Linked DNA regions of Triticum aestivum: region 2 is linked to region 1. The links are chromatin contacts, called in public HiCAR-type maps. All regions are on one chromosome and are shown on one strand. The core of a region is the stretch at or near the end of the contact, and the rest is flanking DNA. Distances in the headings are between cores, read along the strand shown.

Region 1 (3,513 bases), core at 568-3,067:
CAGGGCGATCGACGTCGCGGCCCCACAGCACGCGAAATACAGCGATCTAGCTTTTGTGCATGTGAAGAAAGCTATTATCCTCGTCAGCTCCACGGGATTGTTTATCTGTCTGCGTGTTTGTTTATGCAGTGGTTTGGTTTGCACACAAAGAAACGGCCGCTACGACGGGCCTAGCTGCATCCGCCCCATATTACTTCCTCCTCAAAACATGGCCTGCAATGCACTCTACAAAGCCCCAAAGCTAGCTAGTTTTCAAGCCCTCCTGAAGAAAGCCAAACTGCCAAAGACTGCGCATTGACAAGTCTGTTAAGTTATTAATCATGAGCAGAGGAAACCAATTAGCAGTTGAATTCATTTCACACACTGAGAGGCTTCATCTGTAAATTAACATCTTGTCTCGGAGGCTCAATCATGAATGCACGTCACCGGCTAGCTCGTCGCTCAACGACCCCGGCCGTAGGGTATATCCTAGTTTGGTGATGCAATCTCGTCGTTTGTACACCACACACACTTGGCATGCTACGGACAACGGATCTAGTCTAGCCAAGCTGTAGATGGGTCGCGTCATGCGTGCGTCCGCTCCCGCTGGTTTTCAGACCTGCGCGCCTTAATCATGATCGTCGCGGGCGGGTTCCGCGTTACTGTTGCGGTTTGCAGTCAATCATGGAGGTTGGCTCACCGTCCATCGATCCGCGTCGATGTAGTAGTATAGATGTACGTCGGTGATGATTGCTCCTCATCATGGCACGTAGGAATAGGATTAATCAAGCTAACAACCAATGTCAAACCAAACAATCACATTGATTAACAAACAGGAGCTGACAGCTGCCAGGTTCAATTGCGGCCACGTACCCATTGAGGCGTAGGCCTTTTTTTCCCAAGAGAGGCCGATCCGATGCCCGTTGTTAACCAACTGACGGTTATGAGTAGTAGTTAGCTTGAAATGCGTGGAAGATGTTATATTCAGATCGAGTTCGAGAAAATCATATGTATAGCAAGTAGCAACGTCTTTCGCGACCGTCGGCTCGACCGTTTCCGTCAGCACAGCCAGGTCACCACACGAGAGGATTCAGTTCCGAACCACCTGAAAGGGACACCAATGGCAACACCCCAGAGACTGCGATCGAGCATTGCAGAATCGAGCCTCCTGCATTTCAAAACCATGCACCGCTAATTCGCCAGCACCTCCAGGCTCCGCGCTATGTGATCATACATACATCTCTACACTACACAGTACACATACAGTACATGTGAGGATGCACGTACTACCACCACACAATCACGATCGAACCTATCCAGATAGCAAGAGGGAACATGGGGGGGTCATTGTTGTGGCCAGGGGCGTCCGTGTCAAACTGCGCCATCGTAACCAGAACGTACACGACCGTAGGCTCCACGGGTCGTCGAGTTGGAGTCCCCATCGCGTTGTGATAACACGTTACTTGCAAGGGCCTCCCCCCATGGATCGTCCCAATGACTGCGAGAGGGACGGCCATGTGAGGCATCCATTTCTCTCCTCAACTGCCACGGCAATAAGTCTCGGTCCCATGATTGTTTCGAGTCTTAAAAAAGATAGAGCATTTGTTTACCATTCTGTAAATCTATTGACAGTGCTATTGATTTTGGGAGAAGAAAGGTATGGGATGGGACAGACGCGCACTCATCACAGGTGGCGAGGGAGCCGGGCCGGGCCCCCCCTGGGCGCTGGCCCACCGGTCAGGGACCTGGGGTGGTGTGTTCGGAGACAGTTGGGGCTGCGCGGCTCACCAAAAGGCAAGGCCCCTAATGCGGCCCAACCAGTATATAAGCATGTTAGCATGTCGCATTACTCGACAGCCCGCACATTCACTTTGCCATTGCTTTAGCCTTTCTGCTGTGGCTTGCAAGGAACGTCGGAGGAGCAAGGACTGAGCGCTACCACTGCTTGCCCGCCGGCGGACAGACACCGCACCGGGGCTCGTTTGCTTGCGGGCGGCGGCGGCGGCGGCCAACGATCGCATCGCGTCGCGGCGAGATCGATGGCAACCAGGTGCTTCTTCCCCAGGGACGCGGTGGCCGGGCGGCACCAGTCCAAGGCGGCCGCGGAGGCGCTCGAGCACCTGCACCACGGGGGGCGCGTCCTGTCCCGGGAGGAGGTGGGCGGCGCGGTGCGCGTCAAGATCGTGGTCAGCAAGCGCGAGCTCAAGAAGATGGTGGCCGCCCTCGGCACCGGCGGCGAGGTGGCGGCCGCTGCGGCGTCTGCTGATCGCCGCAGCCGCCAGCGCGCGGCGGGCGGCGGCACGGACGCCGAGCAGAGGCTGCAGTCGCTCCGGCGGCGCAGCATGCGCAGGGCGGCGGAGGAGACGAGGCGGATGCAGGCGAGCGGGGAGTGGGAGCCCGACCTCCAGAGCATCCCCGAGGAGGTCTACTGAGTTACCGCTAGTGGTCTAGTAGATGATGGCGCCGTCGGTGATGGTTAATCACTTTACTAATTATAAGGTTGGGTTTTGATCACCTGCTGCTAAATGCTACTCGTAGTAGATGTATGTGTACAGTGCTCTTGATTGGTTCCTGTTCCTTAACTATGAGGGTTAAACTTGTGCTGGTTAATCCTCCTCCGCTCCTCCTCCATCAGCTTGTGCAATTTTTTCCGGTGAAATTTTGGAGATTGTGTGAAACAGATGAAGAACGAGAGGTGACCTGACTAGAATGCAAGAGCTGCATTCATCTGAAATACTTTCACCATCTGCTATGTGTGCAAAAGTTCATCTGAAATACTTTCACCATCTGCTATGTGTGGAAAAGTTGAGGAGTAAAAACAAGTGCTGCCGCAGTCAGGTTAAACTATTTGTAAACTGTGGGTTCGTGGCTGGACTGTGCTACTTTGGGTGCCTTTTGAGCTGTTGTGTTCTTTTGCCTTTCTGTTGGGCATGGAACATAATCAAAAAGTAGTATTAGCGGGTCGTTAGGAGTTGAGCAAAGCAGAAGCGGTGCCGAGATTCCATCGCACATGGCCAGATGTGTGTCACATTAAAGAAACGAGCTCCCCTTTGTTGTTTCTGCTATCCACTACTGTAGTTGCAGGCGGCTTTTGCCATGCTGTGGCTGCTGTTCGCCGCTGCGGAGGGCCATTTTCTCCTCCTTGTTTATGTATTTTTCGCGCACAAAATAGGGCGATCAAGACCTGTTTCTTTTTCTGAATTTTCGCGCCCATGACAAAATGGAGCATAACTTATCAAGCAGCCTACTGTAAATCCATATTTTCTTGCTCTAAAACCAAAATTGGACTGTAACTTCTCCATAAAGAAATATAAGAGCGTTTAGATCATTACTTACTTTGCAGAGGAGTAGTATTTTCGCTTCGCAGCATGCTAACAATCGTGACTGAAACCATTCGGACGGGTGTGACAGCTTTAATCTTTTTTGTGTGAAATTAACCTGACATTCAGCATCTTATCTCTGCAAAGCAACAAACATTAACATACCTGCTGCCCGCCAGTCTAGAATCCAAACGAACACATGTGAGCAGAGCCG
Region 2 (3,513 bases), core at 433-2,932, 170 kb before region 1:
AGAAATTTCTCCGGTAGCATGTGATGCATGGGCCCTACTACGTGCTGTAACGATGATATTAAATCACCCGCAACGAACTAATCTCATTATTTGAAGATAGGTAATTGCCCGTGCGTTGCAACGGGTCATACATAAACAATTTTGATTGTTCACAAAGAAAAGCAACGGGTCATACATAAACAATTTTGGTTGTTCACAAAGAAAAGCGTGAAGACCTTGCGAAACTTGATACACCTGCATATAGCAGCAACACAGGAAGATGTAAAATTTCAGAGATGAGGTTGAATATAGCAACAACAAAAAGAATTGGACATCAAGAAGCATAAAATGAGGCGCTGATGATTAGATTTATCTATTGCTGCAGATAGTGCGACAGTGTATTGCGACGACATGGTAGGCGCTCAACAGATGATGATGAAGTCCTCCGTGATCACCTCTTTGATCAGCGTGATGGAGAAGCCCCTCCTCGGTTCTGCCAACGGCGGGGCAGGCTACAGTGTCATGAGTGCTCGGTTGAAGCAGTTAAAAGGATATATAAGCACTATTCTGACCTAATCCTATCTTAAATAATAAATAGGAAAACAGTTAAATAGGCTAAGTAACAAATAGGAAAAACAAATAGGCTGGAGTGACAGGAGTGTGGGCACAAATGCACACGAATGGACCAGACGCATAATCCTATTGGTTACAGTGTTTTAGCTCCATGAAGTTTATCCCAAAACGCCATAATCAATACCTGAGAGCAGCCTGAAAATAAAAGAGATACATGTTTATTGCAAGATCCAAACAACCTAAACGACTTTGACGTTGATTCTCAGGGAAAAAAAGACTTTGACGATGAAACTACTGACCTGCTGCTATGCCTATTTTAAATTGACCTGCTGCAGAAGGCTGGTATCAAACTGAACATAGATGCAATTAAAAGGATAATTCGTTACAAATAACCTACTGGGATAAAATTTGGAACACGTGCCCATAGATGCTATCTTTAGTTCCAAGAGTACGTTTAGAATCATGCTAAATGTGGAGTGATCAGGGAAACACGGGCTCATGCTGACGACGAAGTTGGTATCAGATGGAGCATCTATGGATGCCTCTGACCTTGGAAGTCATCTCATCAAGGACACACTCCATTCACTCCATGCCTGATCTGGAGGTTGCGCGACAAGGAGGCCACCATTACTTGACGCAAGGGAAGAGAGCAGCTGACCAATACGAGGACTGGTAGAAGAGGCAGGTCCATGCCAAAGGATTGAATTTGCACCATCATGTTCCAGGCCGCCGCGGAGCACGCGCCCATGGTGAGACGACGTAGTGGGAGGACGCCGGGATTGCGCCGTCATGGGAAGGCGCCGGCACCGTGTAGGTCAGGCGCCGGTGGAACGCAGTGTGGCAAGGAAGGCAGGAAGAGGCGCGCTATTTGGACTATCTCTCACGTACGTCTGTCAATCAATCCCTTTCCAAATACCATTGTCTCCTGATTGTTTTATGGAAGGAAACGTGATTAGAGCGCCATGATCGTGTGCAAATAAATCGGCGGATCATTGACTAAAAACCTGTGTAAAAGAAATCAATGCGGGGAAGGCGAGGGAGGGAGGCGGACGAAATCGACATACGTAAGATGGACTACGGAACCTTAGGCTTTTTAAAGGTAAGTAGAGAAAAAGATTCCACCTAAGCCGTCCCTTTCCGATCTTTACGCGGACAGTTGCCTATGAGCTGTCTCGCTCGTAAGCCTCTCTGCATATGATATAAAACCCTAGCCCCAGACACGCTGAAATGCGTTATATATCCATTCTCCAGCCACTGCCCATCGGAGCAGCGACTACTCCTACCCTACCATAAGTCCATAACACGAGAAAAAACGGGAGCAAGTGAGAGCAAGAAGCGACGGCGGAGGAGCAAGCCAGCGTCGGATCCATGGAGCTGGAGGCCGCCCCGCAGCTCCCGAGGAGGGACGCCAGGAAGCTGGTGAGGTGCCCGAGGCTGCAGCTGGACGCCAAGACGGTCACGGCCGTCGAGCAGTCCACGGGCACGCCCGTCGCCGACGCGGCGGCCACCAGCCATGGAGGCGCGACGCGCGTCAAGATCTTGCTGAGCAAGCAGCAGCTCAAGCAGGTGGCCGCGGCCGTCGCCGCCGGCGGCGCCTTCGCGCTGCCGCCCGCGCTGGAGCAGCTGGTGAGCGCCATCAAGAGGCAGCACGCGAAGAAGCAGACGGCGGCGGCGACCAACGCGGCTGCCGCGAGGCGCCCGGGACGGTGGTCGCCGGCGTTGTACAGCATCCCGGAGGATATCCACAGCTAGATAACCCGCCTAGCTTCGTGGTGTAGTCGGTTTGCATGTATAGCTTCGGTGGTCTCTCTCCATTTTTGTTGCCTCTTCGTCCTCAATTCTTGGGTTGCAACGTTGGGCCAAAGTGAAAGCGCGCCCAATGGATGCGTTGCGTTGCAACTTTGAAATGTCAGCAATTTTAATCTGACATTTTTTGGATCCAATTCGTTTCTCTCTGCTCAAGATCGATCGATGTACAAATTCGCTGGACGAATCAATGAAGAGAATGAGCTGGGGGAAATAAACAACGGAGCGTGCGAACCTGCGTGTCTCTTTCTTGCCTTGAATCTTGTCCAGCGCCAGGTAGCCACTGCGTGCGTGCGTGGGCAGGTGGAGCTCTTTGCCTGGAAATGCGAGCCAGCCCGGCCCTAAAAGATTCCTGTCCACCGGTACGACAAGATCTACTACTAGGCGAAAAGAGTTTACAGTTCATGGCCCAATGGGCGCAACAGTGGCAGATGATACTCGTCACATGCATGCCAGCGTCTAACCGGATTCGCTTCAGTGTTGATAAGGATGAGATCGAGTGTGGTTAATGTACGCGGGTCCAGTGGAACAACATCTTGACGCCGATAGTGGCTGCCGGATCAATGTCGTTCGGATAGGTGGTACTGGTACATAGTGGTGCGGTGGCGTTTGTTGTGGGCATACATACATGATCTTCGGTATCCTCACTCCTCAATAGCACTGACACCTTTGTTCGGTTTGTGGCCAGCCAGATCGATCCTCCGCCAAAGCGCAAGAAGTTAAAAGTAGACGGGCACACACAGCAAAAGCCGAACGTGAAGTGATGGCTTACAGTGAAAAGTATATGCGTGATAATTTGGTTTCAAATGTATACGCGTTGTGTGTCTACGTTATTGACAGTTAACTCTGCTTTAAACACTGTTTGCTCTGCTGTTATGTGGAAATACCAGAAAATTTAGAAAATCCATGGTATTTAACAGTGCACAATGGCTCTCTAGCAAAAAGGTTAGGTGGAATAGACTGAGGACTACTGGATAATTCTTTGAGTGAATTCCACTTTTTACCCCATAGTTGCGCATTTGTGACACTTATTGTCCCATTTATTGTGATATAAAATCAGAAATACACTATTAAATTTTTAACAAGGTTTTACCCAATTTTGGCATTCCACGAGTTCCATTAGAATAGCCTGGCGTGTTAGATCCATGTGGTGCG

The links. HiCAR-type assays count read pairs that join an accessible place to other places.
Region 2: a contact with region 1 is called in a HiCAR-type map of leaf, with 4 times the contacts expected there. The contact joins the promoter of LOC123130777 here to the promoter of LOC123130776 in region 1. A contact is called at or near these places in 3 of 5 Hi-C or Micro-C datasets (all in leaf) and 1 of 1 datasets of contacts at active chromatin or transcription factors (leaf).

Annotation. Positions count from the first base shown.
Region 1 is chr6A:468,872,877-468,876,389 of IWGSC CS RefSeq v2.1, reverse strand. It overlaps LOC123130776, which reads left to right and starts at 1,817. Exons shown (of 1, transcript XM_044550588.1): 1 at 1,817-2,589. The coding sequence starts at 2,019. The coding sequence ends at 2,411.
Region 2 is chr6A:469,043,511-469,047,023 of IWGSC CS RefSeq v2.1, reverse strand. It overlaps LOC123130777, which reads left to right and starts at 1,682. Exons shown (of 1, transcript XM_044550589.1): 1 at 1,682-2,495. The coding sequence starts at 1,921. The coding sequence ends at 2,304.